Linked DNA regions of Urocitellus parryii: all the other regions are linked to region 1. A link is a contact called in public Hi-C data. All regions are on one chromosome and are shown on one strand. The core of a region is the stretch at or near the end of the contact, and the rest is flanking DNA. Distances in the headings are between cores, read along the strand shown.

What was found. Hi-C and Micro-C count contacts between places; a contact is called where the count stands out from the background.
Region 2: a Hi-C map of muscle shows a contact between it and region 1, with 3 times the contacts expected there. The contact joins the promoter of Tyw2 here to the promoter of Fam91a1 in region 1. A contact is called at or near these places in 2 of 2 Hi-C or Micro-C datasets (liver and muscle).
Region 3: a contact with region 1 is called in a Hi-C map of liver, with 3 times the contacts expected there. The contact joins the promoter of Zhx1 here to the promoter of Fam91a1 in region 1. A contact is called at or near these places in 2 of 2 Hi-C or Micro-C datasets (liver and muscle).

Annotation. Positions count from the first base shown.
Region 1 is chr7:16,561,591-16,566,237 of mUroPar1.hap1, forward strand. Fam91a1 (family with sequence similarity 91 member A1) reads right to left here and starts at 1,988. Exons shown (of 24, transcript XM_026407667.2): 1 at 1,703-1,988. The coding sequence starts at 1,774.
Region 2 is chr7:16,050,269-16,054,915 of mUroPar1.hap1, forward strand. It overlaps Tyw2 (tRNA wybutosine-synthesizing protein 2), which reads right to left and starts at 2,741. Exons shown (of 2, transcript XM_026407760.2): 1 at 1,278-2,741. The coding sequence starts at 2,610. The coding sequence ends at 1,300.
Region 3 is chr7:16,943,978-16,948,624 of mUroPar1.hap1, forward strand. Zhx1 (zinc fingers and homeoboxes 1) reads left to right here and starts at 2,250. Exons shown (of 3, transcript XR_013343894.1): 1 at 2,250-2,309.

The DNA of each region.
Region 1 (4,647 bases), core at 738-3,237:
AAGTGATTTCATGGGGGGGGGGGGGAGTGCAGGGACAAGGACAGACCACAGTGTAATTTCAGATTTGGGCCTAATTTTAACACTGTCCTGTGATTGTTTTTTAATAAACATAAGTAAGGTTTCAAAAACCTTCTGCCAATACTAATTAAAATTATTCATGCTAGTCAAAATCTAATCATGTGTCTTTAATAATGTTATACTTATTTTGATAAAAACAGGAACAGAGAAAAGATGGAAATAAAGAAAAGAAAAACAAGGACTATTGGTTCTTGTACTCATCCTCAGATATGCCACAAAACTCTAAAGAACAAAACTGTCCACTAAAGCCCTCAAACAAATTTAACAAGAGAAATGTATTCCTTCAGAATTAGAGCTTTGTTTTTTCTACTTGTAGATAATGAATGCCACAAAGGTCAACCACTGTCCTTGTAAGTCCCTGAAAGTTCTCTTTCCACTTTCTTAGGTTTGGGTGTCTTAAAGTAAAAAGATTCATCATTGGTCAAATGATGAATCACCAGACCCTAGATTTAGGAAATTACTCATTTCCTAGATCCAAAGAGGAAGGGAGGCAAGTAAACTACAATAATTTTTTCACTATCACCACCAGCATTCCAAGCTTTCCAAAAATACTTTTGCCCAGCATCCACAGAAAACAAAAATGTCACTGTCAACCAAGTATAATGGGAGGAACTGAAGATCAGAGAAACAGTAACCAGAAAAACAGTACCTTATAGGTAGGTAGCACATTATCACAACCTTCATAAGATTTAACACCAACTTCTGTGTTATGTATTTACTCATTTGTTTACTTAATCTTTGCTAAAACATAAGCTCCATTAAAGCAAGGTCTTTGTCTTGTTTACTGGTGCAAACTACCTGTGTAAGAGCAGGGCATGACACCTAGTAGTTGCTCAATAAATACCTGTTAAACAACTGAGTAAAACTGCCACTCAAAAATTTGAGCACTGCCTCTCAAACATCGCATGTCGTTCTTATTGATACATCACCTCTAACCTATAAAGTGCAACAAAACAATGCATGCAATTTCCTTCAAAACCAGTCCCTGACTTTTTTTTTCAGCCTCATCTGCTACTACTGCCACTCTCTTACCAAACTCCACCTCCAAATATATTAATATACACACAACTCCAAATTGTGGTGACATTCAGTTGCTCCCTACTCTCAAGACTTGTTTTTTCACTGACAAGTCTTTGAAAATGATGTTCCGTCTATCTAGAAAAAATTCTATTCCTTCATCTTTTACTGTTCTTGGTCCTCTCGAGGCCCAATTTGAATGCCTCCTCTACACATCCTCGCAATGCTCCATGGACTATATTGCTTACTCCCGATCTACACTACGATGGAGGCACGTTTGAGCTGCTATCCCCTGTATCGTATTCATTTCTGTCTGTCCCTTCTGCATCTTCCTCAAGTTGTGGAGGTCAAGGACCGTGTTTTAAATGTGGGTATCCCTGGCGCCTGGTGGCTCAGCGCAAAGGCACAAGGCGAGTTCTTTGAACACCATTCGTCCCATTTAGCGATGGCCCCCTCCTGAGCCAAGTGTCGGTTTTCCAGATAATCTGGCAGGGGAAAGGGCAGGAGTCAGCCGAGAGAAGCCAGCGCGGGCTCCGGGGGAGGGACGAGCAGGTGACAGTGGGGCGGAGCCGAGCCGGTCGGGGACGACCCCAGGTCCCCGCCGTACCTGTCTCACGTTGGCGGGCAACTTGCTCCAGGGGTAGTTGTGCCGGATGTGGAACTCCACGTCTATGTTCATGATGCCCGGGCCGGAGCCGCGACCGCGGCCGAACGACGCCTCCCGCCTGCCGGTCCCCGGCCTGTCAGGGGAGCCCGCGGGAGGCTCCGCGCCTCACACTGCGGTGGGCCCGCGCTGCCCCATGGTCAGGCCTCCCGACAGCTCAGAGCGGCCCGGGCCACAGGGCACAGCAGCGGCGGCGGCGATTGGTAGCTGGAGCGCCTTGGCGGCTCCAAGTTTCTTCCTAGTTTCTGCCCGCCGGAAATGGCTCTGGGATTGCGTCACTTCCGCCAGTGACGCAAGGCAGGAGGGGCGGAGTTCCAGATTGGCCCGTTCCGCCCCCTAAACTCTGGTGGGCGGGGCAACGAGGTGGTAACGGGAGATGCTCCGGAGGTCGCCTCCTGTCTGCAGGCTTGGTGTTGGCCTTTCAGTCCCTGGATGAATTATGATGGTCGCTTGGGCCTGCGTTGCCATTGTTGGATGACTCACTTTCCCCGAAATGGGGGTGGCCCAAAAATCAGATGGTTACAGGCACTGGGGTCAGTTGTCTAAGAAAAAGCACCCTGGGGAAAGGACCATAGCTGGCTTCAAAGAGTAGTGAGCACCATGGGGACTCTCCACCACCTGCACCCCAAGAAGGGCCAGGTGAACAGAGTCCAGGCTCAGGAGCAGAGAATATTTAAATCAATACCTTCCCCTGAATGAGGGAGAAGCCATGATACATCAAAGCTGAATCTTGTGGAAGAATAATGTTGAGCTTCAAAATTTAAATTCTTTGAATTTAGAGATTCAGGGAGCAGACATTTTAAACTGGTACTGACAAGTCTGGCTACCCAAGAGAATCGATAAGACAACGACCATTGCCAACCTTTGGCATGCAGCTTCTGGGTGTCTTCTGCTCAAAAAAATGCCTCCAATGCCTCTTTTTAAAGGCAGAAATCCAGCACATCTCTCTATATCTCCAGTAAGACAGTCTTTGGGAATAGTTTCTTCTAGAATTCGTTACAATGCCTAAGCGATCTCATGACTTTGGTTACTTTGCAACTATTTTCAGTTTTAAACAATGGTTTTAAATGTTTTATTATACACTAACATATATAAACTCAGAACTTGTTACATAAAATGCCTAACTCAAACCTAAACAGTTGGAGAATCAGATACATAGACTCCATAATATCTGATTAATCAAAAAAAACATGGTACACACTACTTTTGCATAGGTATATCGGTCTCATTTTAGCCAATTATACATAGAAACTTTGACTCCTATGTTTACAGACCTGCATCAGCATAGCTAAAGTTAACTGAATGCCAACCATGAGACATAAGTTCAACAAATATTGTTTGCCTTGCTTCTAAGTGTTAAGCCCTTAACTTGCAGGAGATTTTCATTCCTCACAACGATGTGAAAATTACTATCCTGATTACTATCCCAATTTAATACAAGAGTAAAGTGAGGCTTGGCAGGGCTATATGGCTTGCTCACAAAACCACTCAGGCAGGAGTGACAGAGCTGTCTTACTCTAAAGCCATCCTTTGATTTCCCAAGTCCACCTCTCATTATACTGCCTTCTAGTCCAGTTTAGATAATGTTCATGTAAAGCCAACAACACAAATCTGCCAGAAAATAACTTTTATACAATTCTAAGTGTGGAAGAGCCCATATCCTTCCAAAGTCTTGGATCTAATTTAAGTAACAATGAATATTAAGACAAATTAGTTTTTAAATCTCTGAAAACCATTATATTAGCAATTAAGCAAGAGTGTGCCTGTTAAACTTATCTTAAACTTATCTTTTTTGCTTAACAAATATTAAATATAATGTGGACATATTACAACAGAAAAGTAATCAGGTGATAGTAGAGTTAAACTTACGCCTGCTAAACCGAGAAGGCACAGACCTTTGAAAATTTGACCTTGGGGAATAGAAAAGATTCTAACTAAGTAGCTGAAAAAATCAGAAATTTGAAAGAGGAAATGGTAATGGGTCAAAGTTATATGAACAGGAATAACACAAATAACAATTCCTTCAGAGCAGTAACTGGTAACAGAGTTTGGTTTACAAAAATGCAGAGTGCTGCATTTTTATTAAAGTACTGAGCTACCTCCTTTTCCCACAAAGTGACCAGTCTTTGAGAATTTGGAAGTACATAAGTTTATATAGTTCATAAATTATCCCACAAGGCTAAATGTCCTTTTCAGTTGGAAGTTCAGAACCAGGACTGCTCCCCAAACATCAGAAAACCAAAAACAACTGTTCACTGGGCTTCATATACTCAGTCATTACATCATTAAACCTTTTTGGTAAATAATAATGTTCATCCTTTTAGGTCCCTGATTCAGGTGTCTGCTATTTCTGCTTCACTATATCTTTGTCTTTCAAACTCTAGAGAGGTCAGAAACTTCAGAGTGTTAGAAACCCCATCCCAGAAGCTGTGTAGGCCAGCAATGTGTTCAAATACACAAGTGCAATGAGATGTCTTCTTATCTGGCTTTATCAGATTGGCTTAAGAGAAATTACCCAGCTGGCTTGAGTAATATACCCTTTAGTAAGAGCAGAAGCAACTTGAAACTAGTAGGGTCTGAAGACCTTACTCACAGACCCCAGAATGTCATGTGCTATGGTAGAAAGAATAATGGCTCCACATCTAATCCCTACAACCTGTGAATGTTACCTTCATGGCAAAAGAGGCTTTGCAACTAAAATTAAATTGAGGATCTTAAAATGGGAAGATTATCTGGGATTATCTAAATGGGCTCAACCTAACCACAGGGTCCTCATAAGAGGAGGCAGGAGGGTCAGAGTCAGAGAACAGGATAGGATGGTAGAAGCAGAGGTTAGAGTGACGGGAGACTACAAGCCAAGGAGTTTCTCTTCTAGAAGCAGAAAAAGG
Region 2 (4,647 bases), core at 1,491-3,990, 510 kb before region 1:
TTCCTGTAACATAATAATTTCCAGTTTCATTCATATCATCACAAATGACAGGATTTCATTCTTTTTGATGGCTGAATAGTATCCCATTGTGTATAGGTACCACATTTTCTTTATCTATTCATCAGTTGAAGACACTCAGGCTATTTTCATTTCTTGGCTATTGGGAATAGTGCTGCACTGAACCCAGGAGTGTACCTGTTTCTTCAACATACTGACATTCTGATTCACATAAACTAAATGTATAGAAATCCCTCACTGCCAAATTAGGAAATGTGGTTACTGCATACAAGGCTGACAATGAATTAATGAAGTAGATATGCCAATTACTCTGATGATATGTTAATTCACTTAAACCTATCAGCTACCCTACAGGACATGTATGATCGTTGACCTAATATACAGGTGAAGAAACTAAATCTTGCCTCAGGTCACACTTACATAGAGCCAGGAGTTGCATAAATGGAGCCATAGTGCTAACAACTGACAGTGATTACACAGCTTAACACTAGAAATTTGGATTTCCTATGATTTAGGCAGTGATTTTAATCCTTTTTCTACCACGACAAACTTTATGACATCTCCCCTACATTCATTTAGGAATGCTAAATTGGAAGAATGGAGTTAATTACCCCCACTCTCATTCCCTCCCTAATTTAGTCATAACAACAAAACGGCATTGTCTTGATTTGGATTCATACTTGAGTCCACTGATTTTATTTTTCAAATAAAATCATCTCACACCATCTCACACTGTAGTCCAAGCCATCCCAACCTCACACCAGGACAAGCACAGAAGCTTCCTCACTGGTCTCTTCTCCAGCAGATTTCTCCAGTAGCTAGACTGATTTGGGGAACAGTATTTTCCACTTTAGAATAACCAATACTTGTGTATAACTGCTTATTAGATAACAGCCATGTGAAATATTACAAAGAAACCCTAATTTTTTTCAAGGAAATCCATGACCAAATGAATATTGAAACCATGTACTCAAGGTCAGAATGAGGTCAGAATTCTGAACTTTATGATTACACAGATTAAACTTATTTTTAAAAAGCCATGCTGTTTTTCCTAGATATTTAGCACATTCCCAATGTGATCAATGGAAGTCAAATGAAATTATTTGGGTTGGTCTAGAGTCTGCTTTCAAGCCACAAAATATTTAAAAAGATCTCCAGAAAAAAAAAAAAAAAAGAGAGAGAGACCAGCCTGAGTTAAAGCCTTAAGGGCCAGCCTGAGTGAAGCATTAAGGGCCCCTTGGATCCCTTGTGTCACTCACTGAATCCACCTCCTCTAGTCAACTATAGGACTGGGCGACATTCCAGATCCAGAACTATGTGATCCACATGGGGAGCATAAGATTTCACCGGTTGGATGTGCAGGATTTGTGTCTTCCATGGTTTCCCATGCACCTGCTGAAGAAGAGTGGCAATTCGAGTTTCTGCAGATTCTGCCCACCTTTGCCACTCTAGCTTGGTGGCTTGTGAAAGCAGTTTCCTCCTAAAATCTCTGGCAGTTCCATTTTCCCATTCATTGGTGATAATTTTCTGAGGATAAGGCCAATGTTCTTTCTCCATTTTGCTACTTCCAGGAGGCTGGGGATTCTTCCCTGGGAAAGATTCCACATTTTGATGGACATGCAAAATGCCCCCAGTATCCTGTCGTAGCACCTGGCAGGCAATGGGCCAGCCTTCTTCTGAACTGGGAATCAGACCCAGGTTCACCCTATCTGCAATGCTTGAGAGCTTCAGCTTCCTGTTATCCCCAAAGTGTATTTGGCACCGATCTGCTACTCCGTTGATCTCCAGATTATTTCTCAGAGCGACTACAGCATGGGGGTTCCACTCACAGGCGTGGACAAAGGCAGCACCAGCATGAACTAGGAAGGGCAATGTAAAATAACCAATCCCTGCATAGAGATCCACCAGCACTTGTCCAGCACAGGGCAGCGATGCCACTCGCAGCTTTTCAGTGATGTTTCCGAAGGAGAACATGCACTGGGTCACGTCAAACTTATATCGGATGCCATTATCCACATGCTCTACCCAGCCATGGTCGCCATGCAGCAGAGTCACCGCTGGAGTTCGAGTGCCATCCGGGAATACCCGCCCTCGTTTTGCTAAACGCTGGACGCCAAATGCCAAGGCAACGGTCTCCCAGAGTTCTGGTCCCAGATTTTTCCACTGCTTGTTTTGGAAACAGTCTTCATTCAACAACAAAAGGTTACCATGTCGTTGCCAAGATCGGGGCAAATCAGCCTCCAATTCAGCCGACCACGCCACTCCCCGGCCCTCTACCCAGCGCCTCACCTCCAGACACAGTCTCTGGGCAGGCGAACAACCCTGGGCCTTCTTTGAAGGAAGAGGATCCAGGAGCTGCGTCAGCACGCACGTGCTGCCCGGGGCCACGCGAGTCCTCAGCTCCTCCAGAAGCTGCGCGGGGAGCGTCTCCCCCAGCACCGGTAGCGCCACGGTGCCGTCGGGCATCTTTTCCACGCGGTGCCGTCTATCCAAGAGTTTCTGCTTCTCGAGAAATTCCCTGTACCGCTGAGCGAACCGCCGCTCGGTCACAACTGCGACAACGGCCACGGACGTCCCATCTTCCCTCTCCATGCTGTGGCGCCCGCATGCTTTCCAAGCCTGTAGCACCACTCCGGGAAGGCTAGGTTCACCTACCTCGGTAAATTCGCGGACACCTCAGGGAGAGATTCCCACGCCGCGTCGAGGCGGAAGTTACGTCAAACAAGCCGGAACTAAATATACAGATGCGGTTGACGATTGGTGATCCCGTTGCCCTGGTGAGGCCGCTTCCGCCATCTTTGTTGTGGTCAACTATTAGTTACTACAAGCTAACAATTCGGAGGAATTTTACGGGGCTTACAGACGTCAGATTGTAAAAAGTTAACCTTGTGTTATAATTTTGGACAAAACATATCTCACATGTTCTACAGGTGTCCGTGTAAAGCTGAATATCTACAGCAAAACTAGTGGGAAAGTAATAATGTATTGCCCTCCAAATACATTATTTTGTGACCTCCAACATTAATGGTTTTGTAAGTCAATTAAGGGCAAATGAAGCTAGAAGGTTTGTTTAATTTTTACCTCAGCTCAAATTCAAACAGTGCAAATCGGAACCTTCATGCACTCTGTTTAATGCTGCTCATGAATCCAGAGAGACAGGTGAGCTGGAAATGATCGGCTGAATTTGCAGAAGGGCTGTCTGTGGTCTAGTGTTGCTAAAAGTCATCTTATTTCTAAAAGTGAAGAGTCAGATACAACTTTCCTTGCAAAGATCGTCATCAGTTCATTGTCCTGCAGTCCAAAAATCAAGTGTTTAGAGGTCCAAAGGATCTGAGCTGAGGTGAATCATGTCATCTCTCAACTCTGGAATCTCCATTTTTAAAATGGGAATTACTTTAGCTGTCTTCAGAGATTGCTATTATATTGATTAAATAAGTTATATATAAAAATGTTTTAAACAATGACTAAGAGTCATACTCAAAAAGATATAATGTAACAAGTTGTATTGATCATATGGCAACTATTAAATACCCATTGAAGTGCTTTGATAACCCTAAAAAGAACAAAGATGGAATTCACTACAGTTGAATTAAAATAATTCAAAATTATAACTTTAAAGAGACCCATTTATACTTACCTCCCACCATTCTACAGATTAGGGCTCTGAGACCCAGAAAAGTTAATGTTAATTGAAGTTCCCAATTATGCTTTTGAGGTCTTTCTGTATGAACATGCTCATAGCCATTCAAGCAGTATTACATTTCCATGGATGTAGAAATAATCAGAAATTCAAACAAAGGTTGATAAACTCAAATGGTCCTGTTGTTTTACTTAAATCTGTAGACAAAAGTGTTATCAAACCTAGGTTTGGAGTCTCATCCTATGCAAAAATTAATGTCCAAGACACAAGGGGAGAAAGAAAGGCTTCATTCCATAGCCATAAAATGGAGATGAAAGAGTTGTATTGCATAATTTCTAGATCTTGGATTTCCCCAGGTTTCCTTCTAATAACGATCTTAATTTCACTCTATTGTGATCTGAAAACACATTTTGTGGTTTAAATCCTTTAAAGCCTTGTCTTATGGTCTGGTGTGTGGTCTGTCCTGGAGAACAGCCCATGGGCACCTGAGACAAGGGTGTTCTGCCATTGGTGTGGAGCGTTCTGTGCATGTCTGCCAGAGGATGTCTCTTTAGCTCACGCTCAGGTAAGATCCCTATGGCAACTCCAATCCGCAGCCAGAGTCTCAGTCCAGAAACCAGAGTGCCTTGTGCTCAGGGCTGGCCCAGACACGCAGCCTTCTTCTGCTCACCCTCAGCACACACCTTCCTTGCATCTCTTAGATGACTGCTCTCACTACCCAGGAAACTGCCTTTCTTCCCTGTGACCAGTTTATCTCTCAGAACTCAGGCCAGACAGCACTTCATCAGGAGAGCTTTGCCCAATATCCACTCTTCTCTCCAAGTCAGATCTCTATTTCAAAGCACCAGATTCTCCTCTTGTCAAACTTTCCAGTCATAATTTTTCATTTTTTAAATTTGATTCATGGCTGTCTTTTCCCAAATGTGTTTCAAGGGGCAGGAGCAGGGGGTTCCCTCTCGTTATCATATGTCCTTGTTGTGTTCTTAAGG
Region 3 (4,647 bases), core at 1,000-3,499, 380 kb after region 1:
GTAGAAGAAGAAAAGGATGGGAAGAGAGCAGGAAGGGAAGGAAAAGAGAAAAGTGAAGCTGATTTTCATCAGGTCTATCTAAAGGGTTTCTTTATCTTTGCTGGATCTCTTCTCACCTTTCACACTTTCATGCTCACGTGTTTTGCTCAGCTACTAGATTATAAACTCTTGGAAAACAGGAATACGGTCATCTTTCCAATTTCGTTGGCTTCATATCTGTGATTCAACCAATCACAATCCAGAAAAAGAAAAGGGCATCTGTACTGAACATTCCCAATTTTCTTCTTGTCATTATTGCCCAAATGATATAGTCTATTTGCATAGCATTTTCATTGTATTAGATATTAAAAATAACCTAGAGATGATTTAAAGCTTGGTGAGGATCTGGGTGGATCGTATGCAAATACCATGCCATTTTACATAAGGATAAGGCACTTGAGCATTGTTGAGATTTTGATCTCTTCAAAGGTTGTAGAACTAATCTCCTGCTAAACTGAGCTTTACTCTCCCACAGTGCCTGACATACATGATGCTAAAATCCTAGTGGCTAATTGCATAAGTAAAAGAAAAAATTTATGTATTTGAAGTATTTTCTTATCTTACCTCAGAGTAAGCCCTAAGTATAGGTTATGGGGTGCAGTACTGTCTCTAGGGAGTGTACTGAAATTTTGTGGGGGAAGTTTTTGTCTTTGTAGTTCTCTTATCTGGTGCCCAAAGCATTTACATTACGAAAAACCTATTATTGAGTTATTTTTAAAAATTGATATCAGTACAGCATTTTACGAAAAACTACTCTGTTTTGTCTTTATATGATTAGAACATTATACTGATTTCTTAAAATTATTTGTATAAGTAGTTTATATTATGAATTTAATTCCAGGAGAGTGAAGTGGTGTTAAAATTCTTTTTAAGTACAGGGCTTAGCAGGGCAGGATTGAGCTCTTCTGACTAAAAGATCATTAAGCTCCAGCATACGAAGTTTTTAGGATTCTAAGATGCAACCTACAAGAAGCTGGTGTACGTTGATTTCAACAATCAGGCTTTCACTTTAAGTAACTGCATATTTGAGGATTAATGTGGCTCAGTGGAGCGCTGCTGTCAAAGCACAAAGGGTCCACGACTGGGATGGGGGTGGGGAAGAACATCGAGGCGCCAAAGAGCTCTCACGCGTCCGGGCCGTGAATGTGCGCGTGAATGTGCGCCGAGTTGCCTGGAGGGTGAGTCGTTTCTTTTTGCTTTGGTTTGTATTCTTCATTTTAACAATGATGGGGTGGGGGGAAGGCTGAAGGGAAGAGGAGGGGCGGTGACGCCGTCCGGTTTTCCCGAAAGCCTGGGTCCTCAGCTGGTCCGCTGCGGGGCTGGTTCACACTGAGGCAGTGGGATTTGAAGACCGGGGCTTGGGCAGAACCCTCCAGAAGAGCTCGTGAGCGGGTAGCAGTGCTTTTGAGGTGCAGAGGGAGCAGAGAAAGACTTTGTCTCGCAGGACGATTTAAAGTGAGGTTGGACTGAACTTTTGGCGTCAGCGGTTGCAGCCGCGGCTCCTGGTGGAGTGGGGGCGAAAAGAGGTGGAGCTGCCGCTGACCGGGGGCGCGGGACTGTTGATAGCGGGTGGGGCGGTGCGGCTGGAATCTAGACGGGCCCCAGAAAGGCGGGGTTTCTAGTGACAGTGGGCGGGGCTTCTGCAGAAGGGCGTGGCTTGGTATTCCGACCACCAGGACATGGTGTTTGCAGTGACAGCGGCATTTCAGAGGAAGACAGCGTGCCCACCTCTCATGGCCTGACCATCGCCGTAGGAGGGCGGAGCGCCCCGAAGGCAGGGCTGCCTTCTGGCCCGAGAGGGCACCGGCTTCTGACGATAGCGGGCGGAGCTAGCGCGGGCAAGGGGCGGGGCCGCTTTGAAAGCGGGGAAGGCGGGGCTTATGTTGACAGGGGGGCGGGGCAGTTCCCTACCTCCAGCGACTCTTCTATGCTGGAGAGTGGCCGGGGTCGGATCCCAAGGGAGCCGCAGGGTCCAGGCGTGGGCAGCCTGGCTCAGCGCGGGGTTGGGGTGCACGGAGGGCCCCGCCTCGGCCAGCTCACTCCCCTCCCCTCCGCCCCGGCTAGCCGCTGGGGCGCGCGTCTCTCCTGGCACCCCTACCCCGGGTCCCCGCTCTCTGCTTGGCCGCCGAGCTCTGAGGCCCCTGTGCGGGACCGCGGAGTGGTTCCGGGTTTAGGGTTCACAGGTCAGAGTTGACTCCCTGAAAAGTGCAGCCGGTTTGAAATGCAAGATGGCGGCGGTGGGGCTCTGAGAGGCGCGGCGGCCCCTGCAGGTAGCTGCGCGAGCCGGCTCCGCGACGCGGGCCCTGAAGCCCGGGTCTGCGAGTGGGAAGGGAGCGCCGAGCCCGCGGCCCGCAGGCAAAGAGGAGCGGCGCGGGGGCCGGCCGGAGGAGGGCAGCCCCGGGGCAGAGACTCGGGGCTGAGCCCGCCCGAGGCAGCTGGTGGCGGGGCGGCCCCGACGCGGGGCGTCTGAGGAGGAGGGACCTGGCCTGCCCTGCGGCTGGGGAGCTGCGGCAGAGGGACAGACCCACAGCTCCTTCGCGCTCGGGATTTCTGCAGCGTGGAAGGAGCTTGGGGGCGGGGGCGCTGGGAAGGAAAAATCCCAGCCCCTTGCTTGGGAGAGGTCTGAACAACTTGGGGTTGTTGAGGAGAGTGGGGATTGGGTCCGCCTGCTCGAGGACGCTGGCAGTTTTGCGGGTCCTGGGGTGGGGGTTTCAGGAGTGCTGCCCTCGGGGACGTGTGGCTACCTCGTGGGGACTTAGCTTCCCTGAAAGTAAAGAGATTCTCCTGCTGGAACTGAGCGCACTGGCTTTGGGGTGGGATCCCCAGGAGACCCTTGGAAGGAAGGCTGGGCACCCATTTCGGGGCCAGGCCGCGCCCCCACTTCGGAAAGGACTCGGAGCTGAGTCCTTAACAACTATATTACCATTTTGAGGAAGCCCTGAGATTTAGGAGATAAGTTAATTAAAGAGCATGGAAATGCCATCTATCCCTATCAGCCCGCGTATGAGGGGATGGGGGGCAGACCCAGAGGAGTCTCTCAATCTTTGAGGCCTAAAGGGAACGACCTGGTGATTTCGTGAGGGGGATCTGAAGACTGGGAAGGGGAAATTAGAGGAACTGCGTCTAGTAGCCGGAAAGTAGAGTCTGGCAGATGCCCTTTCCCCATGTATTTACACCAAAGGTCCAAGGGGACTTGAAATTCTTTGTTTCAGGATGTTTCCCCCTCTTCTTCCCTCCGTGGACAGCGGTAAGGAAAGAGCAAAAAGCCCGGAGAACGAAAAGATTCCGTTTGATATGTTTAGCTTAGTTTAGCGAGCGATCAAGCCTTTGGGAAGGCATCAGCGAGACCCAGGGCAGGGGAATTAGGAAGCGAGAACGGGACGGTAGGATAGGAATGCAGGGAAGAGGTTGGGTAGAGCAGAAATTCCACAGCACGTTTCTGTCATCAGCCCAGCTTTCTAAAAAGACAGATGAGAAGAGCTTCACGTTCAGAGAAAAATGTTAAAAAGGCTGATAGGGAACTTGTGATGTGATTAAGTTGAGGTTTAATGTAACTTGATAAATTCTCTTGGAGGGTAATATTATAGAAAAAAAAAAGGAAAATCACAAGATGAAATGTACAGTAGTTCACAGTTAGGATGAAGCAGCCCCCCCCCCCCCCCCAGGAATAGTGACTGTTTTGGACTGGAGTTTGTTTGTGTGTGTGTGTGTGTGTGTGTGTGTGTGTGTAAGTGTACCTTTACATTTGTTGATGTTGGTCATTATTTCTGTCTATGTCTAAAAGCTTTTAGTTTTGTTATATGGTGCTACATGAATTATCTTTGTTTCTGAAAAAATTGCCCTCAAAAACTCATTTGTTTTTGGGGCTGGGGCTTTAGCTCAGTGGCAGAGCACCCAGTGGCAGAGCACTTGCCTAGGACGGGTGAGGCATTGGATTCGATACCCAGCACCACATAAAAAAAGAATAAATAAAATAAAGTCATAAAAACATATATATTAAAAAAGTCATTTCTTTTTAAGCTTGTAGTGAAAATTAAAAAGTTGTTTTTAACGGGGATATTGGCACTAGTATATTCATAGATTATTTTAATTTCTAAAGTAGCAATTGTGACTCCTGATCTTAAGCAAAAGAATTGAGAATGCTGCCAACGACAATACAGCAGTAACAGGTCAGAAAAAGAAAGGCTTTCATGATATTTTTTTCCTTTTAGTTTTTCTCTCCTTCCTCTAAGCATTTTAGGGTTATGCAGACTAATTTTAAGCAAATAAAATGTCTAACCTTGAATCCTTTCAATATAAAAATGATTGCATTGATGATTTTTTATAGAAGTATGTCTTCACATGATTTATTTAACAGTTGTAATTAAAATGAGAAAAAAATTAAAGTAAGACTTGGGTAGCTGATGATAGAGTTATGATTCATACAGATTTCTTGAGCCATTCTTGCATTTTCAAAAGAGCTTTAATGTCTTTAATGGAAATGTTTTAAAGATACAGTATAAACTAGTTCTGAGCTTCACATTTGGAACATTAGTATACATGTGTGCTGTTCTTTGGTTTCCCCAAAGTGCATGTAACTCTAGTTTTATATTCAATTCTGAACAGATT